Linked DNA regions of Mus musculus: all the other regions are linked to region 2. The links are chromatin contacts, called in public HiChIP or PLAC-seq maps. All regions are on one chromosome and are shown on one strand. The core of a region is the stretch at or near the end of the contact, and the rest is flanking DNA. Distances in the headings are between cores, read along the strand shown.

What was found. HiChIP or PLAC-seq counts read pairs in DNA pulled down with a chosen protein or histone mark.
Region 1: a FOXA1 HiChIP or PLAC-seq map of pancreatic cancer cells shows a contact between it and region 2. The contact joins two enhancer-like sites. A contact is called at or near these places in 1 of 39 promoter capture datasets (embryonic stem cells), 12 of 484 Hi-C or Micro-C datasets (the G1E-ER4 cell line, the HL-1 cell line, cortical glia and 8 more), 11 of 115 datasets of contacts at active chromatin or transcription factors (cardiomyocytes, craniofacial prominence, embryonic forebrain and 6 more) and 1 of 9 other capture datasets (embryonic stem cells).
Region 3: an HNF4G HiChIP or PLAC-seq map of pancreatic cancer cells shows a contact between it and region 2. The contact joins two enhancer-like sites. A contact is called at or near these places in 1 of 15 datasets of contacts at CTCF or cohesin (large pre-B cells), 6 of 484 Hi-C or Micro-C datasets (dorsal root ganglion neurons, embryonic retina, embryonic stem cells and 1 more), 7 of 115 datasets of contacts at active chromatin or transcription factors (embryonic limb bud, embryonic stem cells, pancreatic cancer cells and 2 more) and 2 of 9 other capture datasets (embryonic tail and embryonic trunk).

What each region holds. Positions count from the first base shown.
Region 1 is chr5:92,887,315-92,890,046 of GRCm38.p6, forward strand. The region is part of intron 2 of Shroom3 (shroom family member 3); the gene reads left to right. Among named protein-coding and RNA genes, the nearest start is that of Mir1961, 100 kb to the left of the region's middle. Within about 2 kb of position 1,462, at least 45 of the 459 cell types and tissues checked have an H3K27ac peak or open chromatin away from gene starts, as enhancers often do. A contact at or near this core is called in pancreatic cancer cells, where this site is marked.
Region 2 is chr5:92,744,569-92,747,268 of GRCm38.p6, forward strand. The region is part of intron 1 of Shroom3 (shroom family member 3); the gene reads left to right. Among named protein-coding and RNA genes, the nearest start is that of Mir1961, 43 kb to the right of the region's middle. Within about 2 kb of position 1,438, at least 57 of the 459 cell types and tissues checked have an H3K27ac peak or open chromatin away from gene starts, as enhancers often do. A contact at or near this core is called in pancreatic cancer cells, where this site is marked.
Region 3 is chr5:92,996,337-92,999,036 of GRCm38.p6, forward strand. All of the region lies in intron 1 of Gm36764 (a long non-coding RNA gene), which reads right to left. Among named protein-coding and RNA genes, the nearest start is that of Gm36764, 11 kb to the right of the region's middle. RefSeq lists an enhancer at 931-1,958. Within about 2 kb of position 1,430, at least 106 of the 459 cell types and tissues checked have an H3K27ac peak or open chromatin away from gene starts, as enhancers often do. A contact at or near this core is called in pancreatic cancer cells, where this site is marked.

The DNA of each region.
Region 1 (2,732 bases), core at 212-2,711, 140 kb after region 2:
AATTTCCAGGTCCCACGTGGTAGAAAGAGAACCAAGTCCCTCACATTTCCTCTGACCTCCACACGCATGTGGTAGTGACCTCTTCCCCCAGAAATGTTGGGGGTGGGGGATGTTGAACATAAAAGGTAACAAGCATTCAGAGACCCTGCTCAAAACATGAGTCTTTCTTAGTAGTGTAAGCACCTTTCAGGCAGACAGAATTCTTGGGTTGGTCAGATTGGGAATACAGGCTGTTGCTCAGCTCTTTCTGGGCAGATCTCTCTTATTGTCCTAATTTCTCCCATGAGGCAATGCCAATCAAGAGCTAGTTCTGTCTGCTCAAGCTGCCTGTGACCTTCTTGACTTTCGCCAACATAAGCACCCTTTGGATGCCTCCCAAATGTGCTGGCTACAAAACTCTCCCATTTTATCTACTGGTTCCTAGGCAAGAGCACTAAGGTATGTGGAATAACACTGACATCCGGCTTGGAAAGAGAACAGTTTCCTGGACACCTACAAGGAGAGAGTCTTGCTTAAAAACAAATACAAGTAGAAAATAAAGACAGACTTTCCTTGAGCTGGAATCTGTACGTGAAAGTATAAAATAAAACCCTGCGATGTGAGGCAGACGGACTGAAGGGGGCCCAGGACGATGACTCCTGGGAAGTTAGGCCCAGCTAGATTCACTTTTAGAGGCTCATTGTCTGCAGGTGTTGAAAGAAAAGTGCCTTGGCTCCTTAAGGTCAGGCAAGAAAATGGAGACTGTGAAACCGCAGCCACATTCAATTCTTCTGTTTTGCTTTTGAAAGCCCTTCAAGCTCAAAGCAGCTGCCAGCTTGCTGGTGGAAATTTTTTATTTTCAAGCATAAATATTAGAGTTTGCAAAGGAAGGGAGGTGGTTTTTTAAAAAAAAAAAATCAATGTCACTCCTTTTAAAACCAAGTCCACATTCCGCTCCATACCTCAGTTGTGGTCAGTCTTCAAAGTCACTTGCATCTCTAAAGCCCCCAATTCCTTTACCCACCAGAAACAATCTCTCTCTTGAAGTTACTTCTCTTCACTCTGGGGGTATCTTTAATGCACTGATCTTGAACAGCAACACTGGTGGCCTTTAAGCTTAAAGTATTTCGAGGTAGCCAAGACTTCTTACACAGGAATAAGGAAGAAAGCATATGAGGATCAGTGTCTTGATGCTATGAAAAGTAACGACAGACATCCCCTACACCCCCACCATCCCACACACCCCACCACCCTACCCTGCAAAAAAAAAAGGGGGGGGGGCTTCCAGGGTCCTGACAGGATTGAAGGATACAAAAACGCCAAATCTCTGATGGAGTTTCTTTTAAAAAGTAACTGGTTTGCTGTTGTTATTTTGTATAGTTCTGAGGTAATTGTTGGTGTCTTTGATGAGTCAGGGAAGCACTGAGTCACAGGTCTGCAAGCAGTGGGGGAACGTGAGACTTTTAGTCATTAGCACAGTTATCTCCAGGTCATTTTGTTATCTATCACTCCAGCTTACCGGAGAGTCACCTGCCTCCACTCCCTTCTTATCTATGAAATGAGATTAGATTCAGACACTTCAGCCTGGCTTTAAACCTTGCCCCTACTGCCTGCAAGGTGAGCTGGTGGCTTCTGATGCAGGTGGCCCCCGGGGGCCCAGGGCTCATCTCTTGCACTGTCTCCCCACCGAGTTATCAGGCAGCTGCTCACAAGAGGACACAGAACAGCAGGGCTCCAAATTAGCCAACTGGAGTCAAGCCCGTGATGTCGCAACTGTACCCAGCACTCACTCTCTTTCTCCTCATTCCACAGGTGGCACAGGATTAGGTGTTAATTATGAGGAATCCAGAGCTAAGTCTGTCTAAAAGAAGGTGCGTGGAGGTGACGTGCAAAGGACAATGCCTTTTACATAAAGGCTTCAATAGCCACAGATAGCTTCAGACTGTCAGAGGGACAGGAGGCAGGAGATGCCTGTCCTCAGAGATACCAAGTGACAACCACGCCCATTAAAAGAAAGAAGAAAAACCAAAGACAGTAGTCACCATTACCTACCTCTAAATCAGTATATTGCCGGTCCTTTCCAAATCTTTCTGGCTCATTATCTATGCCTTAAGAAACTTAAATAATTTTCGGGGGAGGGGCGGAAATAAGATATTCACAGTCCCCACCAGAACATTTGGTTATATTCCAGAAAATTTTTCTTCGAATCTTCTAGGCATCATCTTCACTGGCAGAGAGAGACGGTTTGGGTTCTGAACACTATCCATCCAACTCGGTCCAGCCCTTACACACTCTGCCTCCCGCTCCCCTGCCCCCCACCCCCCAGCCCCGGAAACACCCCTTAGCGACAAGGATATATCAGGGTTTGAACACACTCCAGTTGAACCCCATGCTGCTAAGGACATGTCTTACCTGACAAGGTCATAGGCCAGCAGCACTCCTCGTCACTTAGATCACATGCCTTTTCAAAGTCAGTATCCTTCACATACCTTGGACACTTCACTTCCTCCTGAAGGCTGCCACCTCTCCTGGGAGGTGGCAACTGTGAGTGGTTCTCAGAGCTTCAAGGTTGAAGAGGAAAACCCCTTTCTCCAGCATAAACCGGCAGAATCCGAGATTTGGTTATGTGAATTGCACTTAGATGTCTATCTCTGGCTAGAGACATCACAAGGTGGGTTTTCTCTCTTGAAGTTTTACGTGAAGATGGAAGTTTATAAGAATACTGCGAGTTGAATATAATAATTCTTCAACAA
Region 2 (2,700 bases), core at 188-2,687:
CATATGTTTGTTTGTTTGCTTGTGTGTTTTTAGGCAGGGTCTCTATAAATAGCCTTGGCTGCCCTGAAATCCACTCTGTAAACCAGGCTGTCCTGGAACTCACAGAGATCTACCTGCAACTGCCTCCCAAGTGCTGAGATAAAAGGCGTGTGCCACCACGCTGGGTTAAGAGCAACTAGTGCTTTTAACTGAGCACCTCTGATTCTTCTCTTAAAGCAGTTTGCAAATTGTTTTGTCTGAGATAAAGTCTTACCGTGTAGCCCTGGCTGGCCTTGAACTTGCTGTATAGCCCAAGTGGACCTCAAAATCAGCTGCTGCCTTGGTCTCGGGAGTGCGCTGGGGCTATGGGCATGTTCCAGCTCCAAGTTCTTTGTGCAGTATCCTTCAGAGCACTGTCAGTTGTGGATTCCAAGGCCATCATTGCTTCCACATGGACATCAGCCCAATCTTTCATTACTCAGCACAGCCACACCTTCCCCGTAGCACAGTGCAGATGGTTTTTCTGACTCTCTGCTTCCTCAGCCATTTCCTGACCCCCAGAATCAGCCTAGATTTTGTGTCTAAGCTTCTTCTTGACCTCAGGATATGTTGTGGACTGCATGAAAGGTTTAGAAATTAGACATCTTTCCCTGGACCCACATGTATTGTGAAAATATAGAAGCTAGGTAGTTGCTGTGCATTCCCCACCCTCACCCCTGCCTCTAGTGTACCAACCAGTGTGATGTGTCTCTTATCCTGAACAAATGGGAAAGTCGGTGTGGTAGTCTGAATGAAAATGGCATCTATAAGCTCATTTATTATTTGAATACTCAGTCCCAAGTTGGTGGAACTATTTGGGAAGGATTAGGAAGTGTGGCCATATTGGAGGAGGTGTGTCCCTGGGGGTGGGCTTTGAGGTTTCAAAGGCCCATGCCATTTCCCGTTAGCTCCCTCTGCCTCATTTTTATGGCTAGGCATGTAAGCTTTCAGCTACTGTTCCTGTACCATGCCTGCCTGCCTGATGCTGTACTCCTTACATCAAGGCCATGGACTCACGCTCTGGGTGGGGCTGTAAGCCCTCACAAGCTGTTTCTTTTTCAAGTTGTCTTGGTCATGTTGCCTTATCACATATTAAAAAAAAAAAAAGTAACTAATACAGTAGTGGACTCTGGAAACAGGACCCTCTGAAAAATCCTGGTCTCCTTTGAACGTCACCAGTTTGCAGCAGTAGATGGCAAGGAAATATGGAAATGTGGGCGAGCCAGCCACAGGAGGAAGTATTAGGTGTACTACCCACCAGGACAATAGCCTTCACTTGGCAGTCAGTGTTTCTGGAAGGTTATTTTTAACTGCCACATCATAAAGTAAACGTTTGCCCTTGATAAGTGCCCTCCCTGTTCACTGGCTTGTTCTAAACTCTGGTCAGAGAGATTACCGGAAGAGCCCAGGAGTGATAGGAAAGGGGAGTCTGGGTGAGGGCTGCCAGCTGAGATATCCTTGACAGAGCAAACAATCAACCTGCCCTGTGTGCTAGAGCTTGCGTCACCTGGTCATGAGGGGCAGTGGAATTTGTGGAATGGATTGTCCTCTTGTGGTCACCCAATATCCCCGAATAATAGGAGCACACATTCTTAGTTTTATGTAAGAGCTAATAAGGACTGCTCTGCCCAGCTGAGCAGAGGCAGGGATGGCAGCAGATGCCAGCCTACATGCCTTTCTATCCTTGCTTTCTCCTTCCGCTCTCTCTTAACCCCAAGGAAGAAAAAAATGAGGATGGAAAGAGGAGAAAAGACAGACCCACTGTACAGGGGTCATTAGAAGTGTGACACAGCTGTTGGCAGATAAATATGGAGAATGGAAATACAAAAGACTGGGTTTCTCACTTATTAGAATGTCCCTTCCCTCCCTACCCCTCCCTCCATTCTTCCCTCCCGTTCTTATTTTATTCTTACATTCTTATATTCTTATATTCATTATATCCCCAGCTGGCCTCAAACTCCCTGTGTAACTAAGGATGCTATTTTCAATGTCTGACCTTCCAGCCTCTCCCTCCAGGGTGCTGGGATTACATGTGTATGCTACCGTACCTGCTTTATGAGGTGTTGGGCATGGAACCCTAGGTTTTCAGGCATGCTGGCCAAGCAGTCAACCAGCTGAGTTCATCCCGCGTCCAGAACTTTCCTTTTGTTTCACTGTTGAATTTCCTCAGTGACTACCTTCCTACAACAAAGGACTGAGGGATGATGTAACTATTATAAGCTGAGATCATCTGTTTAGATTTAGGAACTGAGAAAATTGCCTTCTCCAAATATAACATTTGAAGGTTGTTGTTGTTTTTTTCCTCCCCTACATATAATTAAAAATCAACTTCAGCTGGGTGAGACAATATAAGACCTTGATAATTCTGCTCTAAACAGTTCAGAAGTGAAAAAGTCAGGGTTGCAAATTTCCAGACATGCTTTGCTTTGTATGGCTTCAAATTTTTTTATTTACTTATTTTCTTATTTAATATATATTGGTGTTTTGGCTGCACATTTGTCTGTGTGATGGTGCTAGAAGCCCTGGTACTGGAGTTACAGACAGGTGTGAGCTGCTGTGTGGATGCTGGGAATTGAACCCGGGTCCTTTGGAAGGGCAATTGGTGTGCTTGACAGCTGGGCCATCTCTCCAGCCCATGTGGTATCAATTTCTATCTGAGGCCGGCTCCAGTGTTTCAGAATT
Region 3 (2,700 bases), core at 180-2,679, 250 kb after region 2:
TTTGGGTTTACAATTTGGGAATTCTAGTACACAGTCGGTTGGCCTGTTGCCTGTTGTAAGACAGAGCATCTTGGTGTAGGCCTGTGGGGGATGCAGCTCACATCTTAGCAGCCAGGAAGCAAAGAAAGAGACAGGAGGTGGCGGGACATACCTCCATGCCTTCCCATGAGGCCTTGACTCCTAAAGAGCCCATCATTGCATGACAGCCTCCAAGATCCCAGCTACAGCCAGGTCCCACTGAATTACCTCAGCGCTCAAAACCAAGCCAGAGTCTGGAGTTTAACAGTACAACCACCCCCTGGGGCCAGCGACTCCGTTTGCTGACGTGAGTTGGTTTGTTAATGAGGTACTGGAGGTTGAACCCACAGACTGCGTGTGCTAAGCATGCTCTCCACTCAGCAGCACGTCCAACCCTCAATTTTGTTCCTAACTGATGTGTACCTACTTGTAGGCCACAGATCTTGACACCTGCTTATAGTTTCCAGAACGGATTCTCCCATCTGCTTGAAGGCTACACCCATCGATACATGCTTTACCCTCCCCAGTTTGACGCTAGCCCCTGAGGATCACTATACTGTTCTGAACTGCAACAAGGTCAGAGTTTTTATAGTCTACAGATGAGTGTCATCATCAGGCAACCCTTGCCCGTCGGTGTCTGGCTGATTCCACTTATCATAACTTCTCAACCTATGCTGATGGAAATGACAAGATCCTATTATTTTTATGGCCGAGTCTTATCCCATTGTACATAGATGGCTCACACACTTCATCCAGGCACTGGAAACACCACTCTTCTATGCAAAAACAATAGCAGGTTCAAAGGGCCTGAACCTGAAGCTTGGAGGACCAAGTGGCTAACAGGGCTGGAGCCTTCCGCTGGGAGCCTGTCAGGAAGGCGCCTGTCAGGAAGGCCGGTGAGAACAACTCTTTCAGCAGGAGTTTCTGGTGTTTTCCAAGCAGGGAAATGACATGACTGGATTACATTTCCAAAACAGCTTCTCCGGACTTCATGGACAGTCCAAGATGATTCCAGAACTGTTTTTTTCCCCCAAATCTAAAACAAGCCTGGAGTACTTTAAAGACCTTCTTAAGATGTTGCTCTGGGGCTATCTCATGTTCCTCCCCAGGGCTCCTCTGGAAAGCAGAGCCCAGTGCAAATGGATTTGGAAAAGCCTCCTTCCGTCAGCTCCTGTGTTCATACCATCCCTTGAGCACTAAGGGCCCACACATGTGCAGGCCACACTGCCCTCCAGTCAGCCTGTTTACTCAGGGATGGTTTTGTTCTTCCAGCTTGCATACCTTGCAACAGCCTGTGCAACTTGCGCAGCCCTTTAAGTCTTGGAAGCAGCCCTCATCTCCCAAGGAGAGTCTCTCCATCTCTGCTGGATATCTCCAATGCCTGCTGTGCAGGCTGTCTCATGTGGTTGGTTACACACTAGGAAGCAAGACTAGAAGGCTGTGCAGCAGAGGCCAGCCGAGTTCCCAGAGCCTGGGCCTGCTAGGCTTATCCCCAAGAGATGAATTCCAGATGCTTTTCTTCCAGAGTCCTCCTCCTCTCCCCTCCCCATTTCCTGTTGGGGCCCCCTCTCCCTGCAGCTCTCTCTCTCCAACCCCCAAGCCAAGCAAGACTTAAAGTGGAAGACATCACTGTCACGTAGGAGAGTCGCTCCTCTGCAGGAAGCAGACTACAGGATGTGTCACCTCCTCTGGGATGCCTGGAGTAAACCACACAGTCCAGAGTTGCTCTGACCAGTTAATCCTGATGCCCCTTTCTGTCCCTCACTTCCTTTTCCCACAGGAGTGAATGGCCTGAGGCTTTCCCCTTATTTCCTTGGTAGTTTTTCAGACACTTTTGAAGCCTGTAAATAAACATGCTTTTGCAGAGGGGGTGGGAAGGGGCAGGAGGGGAAAGAGTGGGCATGTTGACATGGGAGGGGCAGCAAGGATGAGATGACAGTGTTGGCTGGAGGTCCATGCCTTTAATCCTAGCACTTGGGAGGCAGAGGCAGGTGGATCAGGAAAGAAAGAAATGCTAGGAGATAGTGAGCCACACCTCAAGCCTGTTTCTGTCTCTTTCCTTCTGCACTGTGCGGATTAAAGTTGTCTATTTCCACCCCTCATGGGCTAGTAACTCATCTGAAAAATATTTATTTCCACTTCTCAAATGGGGACTTCCCCCCCTTTTTGAGGTACTGGGGAGCTACCCTGGGGCTTTGTGCTTGTTTAGGAAGCACTCTGTCGTTAATTATAACAAAAGTAGAGTAGGTTATAGAACTCAAGTTGACCCTCAGTTCAGATCCCCCACCCCCACCCCTCTTCAATCTTCAGAAGGCTGGCTGATGTTACAGGCACGGGGCACCATGCCTTGTCCGAATGAGACTGCTAATGCACTCCTTATGTACCCTAGTAAGTCTTAATAAATGATAGCGTTAGTCCTTCCATTCCCTGTCTGCTCTGGGTACTCCATGTGCCTGGCCCCTCCCTTGGGTTTCCCAGGCCACCCTGAGATTGTCCCAAGTTCCCAGGCAAGTAATGCCAGCGTTGCCTCCCTGACCTGGGTAGGGGCCACTTATTATTTTATTTATTTTTAATTTATAATTTATTCAAATTGGATTGCCTTGGTGACCTCCCAAACCTGATAATTGGCATCACCCCACTCTCAGATATTGCTCCAACCTCAGGACTTGAAGAAGCTAATGT